Regions from separate parts of the Mus musculus genome. Here region 2 is linked to region 1. The links are chromatin contacts, called in public promoter capture Hi-C maps. All regions are on one chromosome and are shown on one strand. The core of a region is the stretch at or near the end of the contact, and the rest is flanking DNA. Distances in the headings are between cores, read along the strand shown.

The links. Capture Hi-C pulls out chosen DNA fragments and counts their contacts.
Region 2: a contact with region 1 is called in a promoter capture Hi-C map of adipose tissue. The contact joins two enhancer-like sites. A contact is called at or near these places in 12 of 484 Hi-C or Micro-C datasets (B cells, the C10 cell line, bone marrow-derived dendritic cells and 9 more), 5 of 115 datasets of contacts at active chromatin or transcription factors (embryonic stem cells and microglia) and 3 of 9 other capture datasets (adipose tissue, liver and pancreatic islet).

The regions. Positions count from the first base shown.
Region 1 is chr10:21,616,279-21,622,287 of GRCm38.p6, forward strand. 1700020N01Rik (RIKEN cDNA 1700020N01 gene) reads left to right here. Exons shown (of 3, transcript NR_027968.1): 3 at 5,368-6,009. Among named protein-coding and RNA genes, the nearest start is that of 1700020N01Rik, 26 kb to the left of the region's middle. RefSeq lists an enhancer at 4,423-6,009. Within about 2 kb of position 3,008, at least 53 of the 459 cell types and tissues checked have an H3K27ac peak or open chromatin away from gene starts, as enhancers often do. A contact at or near this core is called in adipose tissue, where this site is marked.
Region 2 is chr10:21,971,333-21,977,341 of GRCm38.p6, forward strand. The region is part of intron 3 of Sgk1 (serum/glucocorticoid regulated kinase 1); the gene reads left to right. Among named protein-coding and RNA genes, the nearest start is that of Gm34267, 84 kb to the right of the region's middle. Within about 2 kb of position 2,214, at least 7 of the 459 cell types and tissues checked have an H3K27ac peak or open chromatin away from gene starts, as enhancers often do. A contact at or near this core is called in adipose tissue, where this site is marked.

The DNA of each region.
Region 1 (6,009 bases), core at 1,758-4,257:
GTCACAGGATTATTCTGCCCTGCAGTTACAGCCATTTAACTAGAGCACATATGACTGATGCACTCACATACACTGGAATATCTGTTATCCTCGAGTTCTTGACTCTACCAATTTGGTAACCAATGTTAATTATTTAGTTACTGTAAATAAAAGTAACCCTTGGCCTATCTAGGACTGTAGAGGGTGCCCATAAGCTGCATAGTGTGCCCAAATTCTACCAACTCTTCCCCTAGATTGAATGCTGGCTGAAGATGATGGGTTCAACTCTCAGATGATTCTGATGGTAGATGTACGTGTTTGTGCGAAGGCAGTTAAGCTTAGCTTCAGTTTCTTAATCTCTAAAGCAGTAACAGAAGTGGCCTGCTGTCCCTGCCAAGGGTGATGGAGAGTAAATGAGCACCGAGCTCACAGCGTGGCTCTGGGCATACACTAACAGTTCTGTAACTAGTGTTCTAGCATGACTGCTGACTCAGATGAGATTAAACCTCTGAAAAGTGGACTTATTGTGGTGAAGCCACAGCCCTCCTTATTGAAATCTACCTGTCTGAAGTCTTAACCTAGAGGCTTCAATGGAGCAGGAGAAAATTGGCTTGACTGGCCCCACTTTAAATCCCTGAAGTCCTCCCACTCCCTAAGGTGAATAGTTTACACTGTCTCCCCTAGCCTCAAACATCTGCAGCCCTCACTCTTCCCTAATACTCTCACTGCTCATGTCAAGGCCATGTTTCCTTTCTGTAACTAAGAACAGGCTGCTGTACCCTTGGCAAAAGTCACCCTTGAGTAAAACTTTCTCAGAGAGCTCTGTGATACATCATGTACTTAGAGGCTGAGTGTCTGTGTTCCCTTCCAAAATGCATGTGCTTGAGCCTTGCCCCTCTCTGTGATGGTGTGCAGAGATGGAGCCTTTGGGAAGTGCTCAGGCTTAAATTAGGTCATAAGGATGTTGCTTTCATGGTTGGATCAGTTGGCTTAAAGAGACAAGAGGTTTTCTGTCTCCACATACCCATCAAAGAAAAACTATTTGTATATACAGTTTTTCGACAGCTGCTTAAAAGTCAGAAAGGAATTAGTCACCAGAACCTGACCATGGCAACACCATGATCCTGGATTTCCAACCCCAAAACTTTGAGAAATGAGTATCTTCTCTTCAAGTATCTGTATTATAACTGTATTACTGCAGTGTGTTGATAAGTCTTCATCAGCTAGACTCACCTGGGAAGAAGGAATCTCAATTGAAAACTTGTCTCTATCAAACTGGCCTGTGGCACGTCTGTAGAGAATTTTCTTGATGTTGGAGTGTCCAGTCCACCGTGGACTCTGGCATCCCTGGGTAGGTGGCTTTGGTTCGTGTCAAAAAGCATGACGAGGAAGCTGTGAAGAGCAAGCCAGTAAGCTGCACTGCTCTGTGGTTTGTGCTTCAAGCTCCTGCCTTGAGCTCCTGCCTTGGCTCCACTCTGTGATGGACTGTCATGTGCTGTGTGAGCCAAGTAAACTTCTTTCTCATGTTGCTTTTGGTCTCAGTACATCATCATAGCAACAGAAAAGCAAACTATACCAAGCAGTCTGAACCAGCAAGGCCTAGCTCAGCGAGTCTTCAGAGTGCTAAGAGTTTCTAAGGGGTCTTGCAAGTTTTCCAAAAAGATGTAGATAAGGAGACTGATATAGGCATATGGATGACACCCACAGTATCCTGTTCTGTTGTTTAGCATGTTTGCCTTCCTTTGTAATTCCCCTCTGTAGCAATAGGTCAACAGGTACAGTGTTGAAACACTTGAGAAGTTTTCATAAGGCTTTTATTTAAGATGTGTGCTAGGCATGGTGACTCAAGATCATAATCTTATCTGTCAGCAATATGTGTTAGGCAAGAGAATTTGAGGCCATCCTAGATTATATAGTGAGACCCTGTCTAACCTTTCTTTCTTTTTTTTTTTTTTAAAGATTTATTTATTTATTATATGTAAGTACACTGTAGCTGTCTTCAGACACTCCAGAAGAGGGAGTCAGATCTTGTTACGGATGGTTGTGAGCCACCATGTGGTTGCTGGGATTTGAACTCTGGACCTTCGGAAGAGCAATCGGGTGCTCTAACCCACTGAGCCATCTCACCAGCCCCTAACCTTTCTTTCTTTACTTGAACACATGCGTACATGTGTGTGTGCGCACGCACACACACACACACACACACACACACACACACAGGTATATAAAATTATGTAATACTATACAAAAACTCTTAAAAAAAACCCATTTTAACATAAATAGAATTCTGCCATTTTTTTCTAGGTCAACACTATACAAGTTACCTAGGTTAATAGGAAATTAACAATAGTGACCTGTCATAACATACTTATTAGTTAATATATAGTGATGAGAGAAGAAATATAATGATGTTAATTTCTTGTAAACATTTCATAATTTTATTTTACCACCACCAAGAGAACATACACTTTATTATATCTTTCAAGTAATGTTGAACATTCACACTTAGGTAGTATTCTGCCTAGTTTGTAGCCTTTAGTAGTCCAGAGGATGCTCAGAGATTCAAAGTATACTCTAAATTTAGTCCAAGTTTTAAAACTGAAAATGAAAGTGCAGTCCTCGGCCAACTATTGATCTCCCACTTAGAGAATGAAAACAAAGGCAGGCATCTCCAGCTGCTTCTCCTAGCACTGGAATTCATGCCCAGGATGACACAGACATCAGAAATGCTTGTTTAACTCTGTAGATGACATCACTCTCTCTCTCTCTCTCTCTCTCTCTCTCTCTCTCTCTCTCTCTCTCTCTCTCTCAAGTATTCCTTACAGGATACCAGGGACTTCTAAACCTAAGGAGATGTACTCTTAATTAGCTAGGATATTATTATAGCGGTGTCTGTTAGGAGAAGCTAGATAGCAGTATGCTTTTTCTAAGTTCATTGTCTTTATACAGCAAGCATTCATTCTCCTGTGTTCGTGCCTCATGCACATCAGCAGCAAACTCTGCTCAGCCTCTCAGGGCCCCAGAGTCAAAAGGAAACTTAGTGAAGTGTGTGCTAGCTTGAACACTGCCAGGCATTGCACATGCGCTGTCTCTTCACATCTACGCCATTGTCAAAAGCAAGTGACCACACTTTGGTTTAAAAGTAAAGGGGTGTGGCAGCTGACTTCTAGGATGTGTCCAGAGGAGCAACAGGAGTATTTGTAAACAGCTCTGATGACTAACTCAAGGTTCTGTTGCCATGTGCTGAGAACCCCACACCCCAGATTTCCCCATGTTTCTGATATGTGTATATGTAAGTGCCTGTGTGTCTGTGTTTGTGTGCACACATATAGAATTACAGCAATCATAAAATGAGAATTCTATCAGAACACAGCTATCTCAATTAGAAATTTGGATACAGGGGCTAGAGAGATGGCTCAGTGGTTAAGAGCACTGACTGCTCTTCCAGAGGTCCTGAGTTTAATTCCCAGCAACCACATGGTGGCTCACAACCATCTGTAATGGGATCTGATGCCCTCTTCTGGTGTGTCTGAAGACAGCTCCAGTGTACAGTGTATTCATACACATAAAATAAATCTTTTTTTTTTTTAAGTGATTTTCCTGGGTTCCCCTTTCAAGGTGGTTCTGTCACTTGCCTTGTATACTAGTGTGTGCCAGGGGTCCTCATTCCTCTCTGTGGTCTTCTCCACGGAGTGGCTTGTGTAAAACCAGTCAGGGTGGTGCATGCCTTGAGTCCTAGCCGTTAGGTGTCGGTGAGGCAAGTGTCTGTGAGTTTGAAGCTAGCCTGGTCTACATAGTGAATTTCATGCCAGCCTGAACTTAACATTGAGATCCTGTCCCCCTGCCCCTCCAAAAATAAAGTTCTCCATACAGAATGGCTTATGTGACCTCATGGCCTCTTCCTAACCTAAGTTGACAAGGCAAGATGCCTCCACTTCTTTTATATCCTCACTTTGAGAGTCACCTGTTAATACCTAGAGTACTGTGGTGACTGTGAAATCTGGTGAAGAGAGGACACTGCATAGGGCCATGAATAGTGGAAGACCAACACCACCATCCTTACTTGTAGCAGCTTCATCCCCTTTACACTGACCTGGCTATTTAAGGGGATACAGTGACTGTGTAGCGTGGATAGAAAGATGAGAACAGAAAGGGTGTGGTACTGCTACAGAGCACGATGGGAGAAGACACGGTAGGTAGATCGCCTGCCAAGCAGGGGGAGCTGTAAAATGATGCCAGGGGTCAGCTGAAGGTCGGGGCTAAGCATTCTAGATGGAGAACCAGTGCAGAGTTTGGGTGTGATGCAAGGTTGAAATTGTACTTTTTTTTTGAGGCTAGGTGCCACTATGTAGCCCAGGGTAGCACACTCCCACCTTAGCTAAGTGTCGGGATTGCAGGCACCCAATGCTACGTGTGCCCCAGTGTTAGGACTTAACAGTAACACAACAGTGTAAGAGGAGGAGCATCTACCTGGGGGCTGGCTTGCCGGGACAGCTTGAAGTCATGGACCATTCTTAGGCTTGTCTGGCTAGAAATCAAGTGACTTTAGGGAAGACACTGATTGTCAGGAGAAAATAGAGAATCAGAGCAACGTAACACTGACATAAATTTTCCACTCATGAACTTTTGGGGAATACATTCAAGCCATAAAAAGGTCTTGATCTTCAAGTCTTAAGAGAGAAAAAAAAAACTTTTTTTTTAAACTAAGAAGGTACTAAAAGCTTAAGGAGCTGAAGAGTTTTGATTAATCATTAAGGAGTGTGGGTTCAAATCTAAATATGGCCTGCCTTCCAGGCAATGATAGTGTACTAAGATCTGTTTCTTAGCCTTGATAAATGAGACTTATATAAAATTTTGCAATTAGAGACAGCTGGCTGAAGGGTACCCTAGACCATCTGTCTCTTCTCTGAAATGTCTGAGCAATCATTTCACAATAAAAAGCTAGAGACTTGGGATGTAGCTTAGCTGTAGAACATTTGCCTTGTGTATTCAAGGCCTTGGGTTCAACCCTCGTTCCTACCAAAACCAATCAATAGCTATTAAAGAAGTACACATAAAACTCAGTGCCAGAGCCTCTAAGTATACATCACAGGGCCGGTGAGCATGATTTTTCCTGACGATCAGCAGACAGAGATGCCATTTGAATTTCGTGGGAGGGAGGCACAGAGAGCTGGCTCAGTGACCCTGACAGAATGTGGCACACAAGCTCCCTGAGGATGACATCTTCCTGCCTCTGTTGGTGACTACTGAGTCTCTAGCTTCTGGGACCATTAGTACTGGGTGCAAATAGCCCTTCATTGTCTAGATGGATAAATGCTACTGTAGGAACGGGAGTGCAGGTTCTACATGTTATTTATCTCTTTGCTCACATTTTTCTCTATTTTCCAGGAACTCGAGTTTATCCATCATGGCCGTATTTGCTCCAGAAAGATAAACATATGACCTCGGGCCCATCCATCAATATTTAGAGAAGGAATTGAGAAGACTTCATAGAGGAAATTAAATTCTGCTGAGGAAGTGAAAGATCTGTCTTCATTTATATAAGGCGCCAGTATTCTTCACAAGCTCTCCAGTAAAGCTCTGATTTCCCATTTAAATGAGAAACCATACAACTCTGTTTAGAAATCTCTTCCCCTGAACAGTCTCCTAACTCTTTAGTGAGGGAGAAAGGTAGCAATAAGGTCCATTTATAGAGCTCTCTGATGGTCTGGCATTACGGTAAACAATGAGGTGCATTATTTTCTTCATGTTTTCCCAGCAGCCTCCACAGTTATTAGCTCTGTTTTATAAGTCAAGAAAATGAGACTCGGAATGGTTCTGTGCCTTGTGGTCCTATAACCAAAATGCTGGGGAGCTACAGTTTGAACACAATCTGATTCTCAAACCTTAACTCTGAAATGTTTCCCTAATAAGGTGCAATCTGTATGCCGTCTGCTCCATTGTCTGCACGTACAGGTCTGAGTTGTGGTTAGTGCTTATTACTGTAGGGGAATCACCACTACGATCCACACGTGGGGAGGTTCCCGTGCT
Region 2 (6,009 bases), core at 964-3,463, 350 kb after region 1:
GTGTGTAAAACACTATTTTCTTTGAAAGACTAAGTTTATCTATCATTTTATCTATCATCCTTTTTTTTTTCTGTTTTGTATTATGCGTGTCTTATGAAGGATGATGAGAGAACATGACAGTGCCTCGCCTGCCTTCGCCGTCCTTCAGGCCATTAGCAAAGCAACAGCTTAATAAACAAACCGTCTGCCGGCTGAGACTGCTAAGATCCACACTATGTATGATGGAGGAGCAAAGCCTTGGTGTGAATGATGCTTGATGTGGTGTGGAGAGAACACAAGGAGAGGGGCCTCAGCTGGGACAGGCACAGAGACCTGGGCTACTTGTAGATGGCAGAGGTATTATGATGGAAGAACACTGAATGCAGAACATCAGAACATGTCTGAGACAGTGGGATTGTGAGTTGAAGGCCAGCCTGGGGTCAGGGCAAATCTCTGTCTCAGAGATAAAACAAGAAGTCTGTCGTGTCTGCTCACTTTGAAATTTTTTGTGTGACTTGAGGGGTATAACAGGGTCTCTCTTGTAGCACCTCCTCCCTGACATAGTCATTCATGCAGTTACTGGAGCATTTAAATCTCCAGGTATGGTACTGGAATTGTCCCATGGATGCTTAATTTAGTCAGTTTTTGTCACACAAATTCTGTATGTGTGTGTTTGTGTGTGTGTGTGTGTGTGTGTGTGTGTGAGAGAGAGAGAGAGAGAGAGAGAGAGAGAGAGGGAGAGGGAGAGAGAGAAATATGTATTGTATTTGGGTACTTTCAGAGGACAGAGGACAAGTTGTGTCATTCCTCAGACAGCATCTAACTTTTTCTTGAGACAAGGTCTCTATGTGACCTAGAATTCATCAAGGAGCCTAGGCTAAGCAAGCCCCAGGGCTCCATCCATTGTCTCTGACACCCTATCAGCAGGAACCCAAGGTCAGCACCACATCTGCACCACATCTGGCTTCTATACAAGTTCTGGAGAGCGCCACATATATTTTAAAGTTTCGTTGTTAGATACATGTGATTTATTCATTTCTTTAAAAAAATTTACTATTTGTTTGTTTGTTTGTTTGTTTTGAGGAAAAGAAAGAGAATGAAAAAGTTATCCTGTAGCCCAGGCTAGCCTTGAACTCCCGCTAAGAGTACAGTCTTTAGCTCGTCAAAATCTTCCTACCACAACTTCCAGGATTTGAGACACCATGCTTGCCTCTTCTCTCTTTTTCTTTACATCTGATATGTGTGTGTGTGTGTGTGTGTGTGTGTGTGTGTGTGCTTGCACTAGGGACTGAACTTAGGGCTTTGTGTATCAAGTGTATTAAGTGTTCTTACACAGAGCTATATCCCTAGTGAGATTTATTTATTTATTCACCTGCTTACTTTTAATCTTTATATTTGTCCCCAATTTTGAGTGCTATATTAGTCAGGGTTGTCTATAGAGGCAGAATCAATGAATGGGAAGTCCAAGAATCCAGAAGTTGCTTAGGCCATGAGGCTGGCTGTCTCAGCTGGTCTTCAGTAGCCACTAGAATCCCAAAGAGGTAGGCTCTAATGCCAGTGGAGGCATGGACCTGCTAGAAAGACAGAAGCAATCAGACACAGAGCAAAAGCTTCCTTTTCTCATGTCCTCGAGATCTGAATGAAAGGCATGTATGTGTCTTCCTACCTTAGATATCTAGACAAGACGTGGATCCAACCACTTCAAACAAAGCAAAAATATTTCACCGGTGTGCCCTTCATTTCTGAATTGCAGTTCATCCCAGATGTAGTCAAGTTGACAACCAAGAGTAGCCGTCACAGATACAATAAGCCTAAATAAACTACATAGTCTCTTGTTTGTTTGTTACCCAGACAGGGTTTCTCTGTGTAGTCCTGTTCTGGAAATTGCTATATAGAACAGTTGCTGCCAACTCAAGAGATACGCCTGTCTCTGCCTCTCAAGTGCTGGGAATAAAGGCGTGTGTCACCACACCCATTCAAATATTATTTTATAAAGAATAATGAGTTTCTGAGGATCAGCTCACCCTGAAGTCTGGTAGGAACATTTTCCCGCCCAGCATTCTTTGCGAGAGGAAGACTGGCATGTTCTCTGCCATGTGCAGCTGCTGGAGAGACACAAACGTACTGTTTTGTCTCGGTGTTACGTTTAGGATTTATAAGTGCTTCAGTCTTCACACGGAGTGTAAGGAAGAGAGCCACATGTTGAGGGTCATGTGGTAATCCCTGCAGGCAGGGGGTCAGTTACCACAAGCTTGAGGGCAGCGTGACCTCATGGTAAGAGCAAATCATCTCAGGAAGAAGGAAGGATGGGAAGACGGTAGAAGGGGAGGGAGGGAGAGGGAGAAAGAGGAGTAGAAATGAAGAATCGAATCAGCCCGCTTTCAAGTCCACCCTCTTCTCTGGGGCTGGAGTCCTTCACACCTTCTCAGCATTCACTCAGACGAGCGAACAGGCTACACAAGTTCAAACTCCTTTCTGCTGTCACGGTAGACTGAAACTTGTGCGCACCATTTGCTTTTTTTGTACACATTGGTTTTAAGTTGCCGGCCCTGTGGTCTGGAATAGACTATAAATTAGGATTTCGACACAGAGTGAGTCTCCCTCCAAGTTCACAGTGTGCTTTCCCCAGTGCTACTATTGGCAACTATGATAGCGTTCTCTGTGCTGAGAAGCCAGTGACGATAGGCAATGATCAAACCATAGAGCAGCCTTGAGGACCACACTTTTATCCGGGCACTTGCTTGCCAGGTAAGAGAATGGCTCCCTGAAACTCTTCCTGCATTTCTTCAAGTCTGCTTATCACAAGCTGCTTTAACCCTTACATCTGTCAAAATGTCTAGATTTAGTTTCGAGTGCTCATTTGTTTGCTGTTTGAGACAGGGTGTTGTTGTGTCATCCAGGCTATGTTCAAACGCCCGGCCATTGTCCTGTGTAGGCTTCCCAATCTCTGGGATTATAGACATAAACTTCTGGGCACAGCTAGATTATTTTGAAGGGAAAATTTAAGAGCCACAGTCAAAACTGAGGGTATTTTTTTCCTGAGGAGAAAAGTTAATGTTCTATTTTGTTTCAGAATTCTATGTGTGTGGTTTGCATGTGTTTCTATGTTTGTGTGTCTCTGTGTGGTTACGTGTGTGCTTCCATGTGTGATAGTATGTGTGTATGTATGTGTCTGTGTTGGCTGTAGAATAAATGTGACATGAAAATGGAAGAGGGGCCCCCTGGGTGGGAGGGAACGCGTTGGGAAGGGGAGCCAGGGTGATGGGGGGGGGGTGTAGAGGAGAGACGTAATCCACAGTAGTGATGTGTAAGAAAAACCAGAAAAAAATACACTTGGTAATTAAATCAAACAATAAAGTTCCTCAAAAAGAGTGCATCGAGTTACTTTGTATAGATGGAAAAAAATTAATGTATTATTAAATGGAAATCTCAGTTCCAGATGTGGGCTGCCTTGCTATAAGTTATTAGCCAGGAAAGACCTTGCAGAGCCCAAAGTAACACAGGCAACTGTCCAAGCTGCTATTTGCTGACCAGAACTAGACGGTAATACCCCATTGATAAGACACCACATGCCTTGATCATAGGACAGGGAAAGTCAAGCTGGAACTGGACTGGAATTTTCCTCCTTGCTGGTCAGCCCTCAGAATTCCAGAAGGTGCTATGCAGGCTGCCAGGGGAGGATTCTCAGTAAGTCTTACTCAGCTGTGGACGCGTTGTTCAAGGTGAGCCTGCTGGTGCAATGTGTTAGTCAGGTTTGTTATGGGGGTAACCAGCTGTTCTTTGATTGGATTTGGTCCTGGGTCCATAAGAAGAAACTGACTTCTGGTATTATAAACCTAGTTGAAAGCCTGTGGCTTGTGAGGTTATTTGGCCTAGTGAGAGAGTTTTTATATTTTCTAAGTGGACATGATATGCCTCCCAAATTGCCTTCTCTATAACTGTGTTTGTGGCCATAGAGTGCTACTACTATTGGCATTGGTCAGAGAGGTTCTGTTCTGCAGTGATCAGCGGTGACTGGTCAAGGTACACATATAAATGAATGTTGAATGCCCAGCTGTAATGGGGTGTCTCTAACATGCCCTTCACAGTACAGGGAACACTGTTGAAGAGGGGGTGGAAAGAATGGAAAAATCTAGAGAAGAATGTGGGGTGGACTGCAGAGTGCAGACAGCAGCTCCCAAGCACTCTGTAGCTATGACACTCTGGGGCTCACAGGTGTGGCTTCCTGTGTGAGCCCCACACACCGGGAGCTGTCAACACCCTATCACACACAGGAGGCGGAGCATACCTCAGCCACAAAATCAGTTCTCTTATCAACTCTGATTCAGACTACTTTGCTTTGTAGAAGTTGAAATTTGACCACCGATGACCTCAATATGACAATAGCCGCTGATAGTCTTGATTGATTAACTTAATGCATAACGGGGAGTTTTTTAACGCTGACAAGTGAAAGGCTCCTTGCAAACTCAGTGTTCCCTTTGCCAAGTACAACAAAGCATCATGAAAAGAGAGGGGAGGAAAGATGGACGTCTTAAGTTAGAATCACCAAGTTTTTAGCTATCTCCCACTTCCCTTTAAGATAATCCCCAGGGTATTCAGTTCCTAAGAGTTCTTTGCATATGGCACAGGCACAACTAAACGTATGTTGGACAAATTAATTTGGTTAGCCTTCACCAAAACTTGAAGTGGAGGAGTGTGCTTCATTTTGAAGATTTTGTGAAGAAAATCCATCAGAAGGACAGAGGTGTGTTCCACTTTTCATATGCTGCTCCTATACCATCTATTTCTATGACTCAAACGTTTCAAAACAGACATCCATCACTTCCACCTGCGTGCGAGTGTGTGTGTGTGTGTGTGTGTGTGTGTGTGTGTGTGTGTGTGTGTGTGTGTGCCTGTAAGACAAGGTCCTACTGTCATCCAAGGTCTCAAACTGATCCAAAGTCATGACGATCTCCAGCCTCAGTCTTCCAAGTACTGGCATTACAGGCATGGGCTGGCACGTTCAGATAACATGGTACATTTGGAAACTGCTAGCCACAGGCACTCTCCTTTTCCTGAAGCATGTCTCTTTCAGTGGGCCATGCCCAGAGTAGCAGGAAGCAGCCAAGTTGAGTTCTGCATTACTTGCTGTGGTTCAAGTGGTGAACTTGAGAATAAGACCTCCTGCCTCTGCCACAGATTCCGGACTTCCGCCTCAGCAGCTTCCTGCCACTATCTACCCCCTGGGTGATTTCATTTCTTCCACTAGCAAGAACGGAACTGTAATAATAGACTGTGAGCAATGCATGTATTCAAGGAGGTAATGCAACAGAGTTAATGGTGCAACATGTTCTTAGTGGGCAGTGTGTATGTGTGGAGGAAGAATTGTGCTTTTATAGGACAGTTCCCACATTTCCCTTTGCTGTGAGCAAAAGAGCCCTATACTTTGCTTTATTGATGCTTTCACTATGTTGTTCCTTACTGGACCTTTAGTGGGGTTTTTCTCTTGAAATTTAAAGTTTCATCATTTATTGAGCCTTATTATCTAGGGCTCCAAACACAAGAGTGACAAGGATCCTGGAGACACAGACAGGCACACTGTGACACATGCTGTGGGACCCAAGTCCTGCAGCCGGAGATCACACTAGGTGTTGCCTGTTCATTTAGATAAAATAGCTCACTTTGTTTTTTTGTTTTGGCTTTTAATGTTTAAGCTGTTAAACAAGGAATTGACAGGGGAAGGTTGTAAACTCAGATTCTAGGTTTTCCTTTGGACTGAAGCAACCTCTCCCACATTATTCCTTGCATGTGGAACCCCATATTCTTCCGTGTACTCTTGGCTACCAGAACCAGAAAGACAGGAACACATTTTTCTTGACTTTTTAGCATCCTTAATAGGGAGTGTTGGGTTCTGGGCTAGGTGTGGTGGTAAGGCCATGTTTTCCTAGCGCTAAGAAGTCAGAGGCAGCATGACTGGCATTCAGAGCCATTTTAACCTATACAGTGGGCTTAAGGCCAGCCTGTGCTATGTGAGACCCCATCTCAAAAACA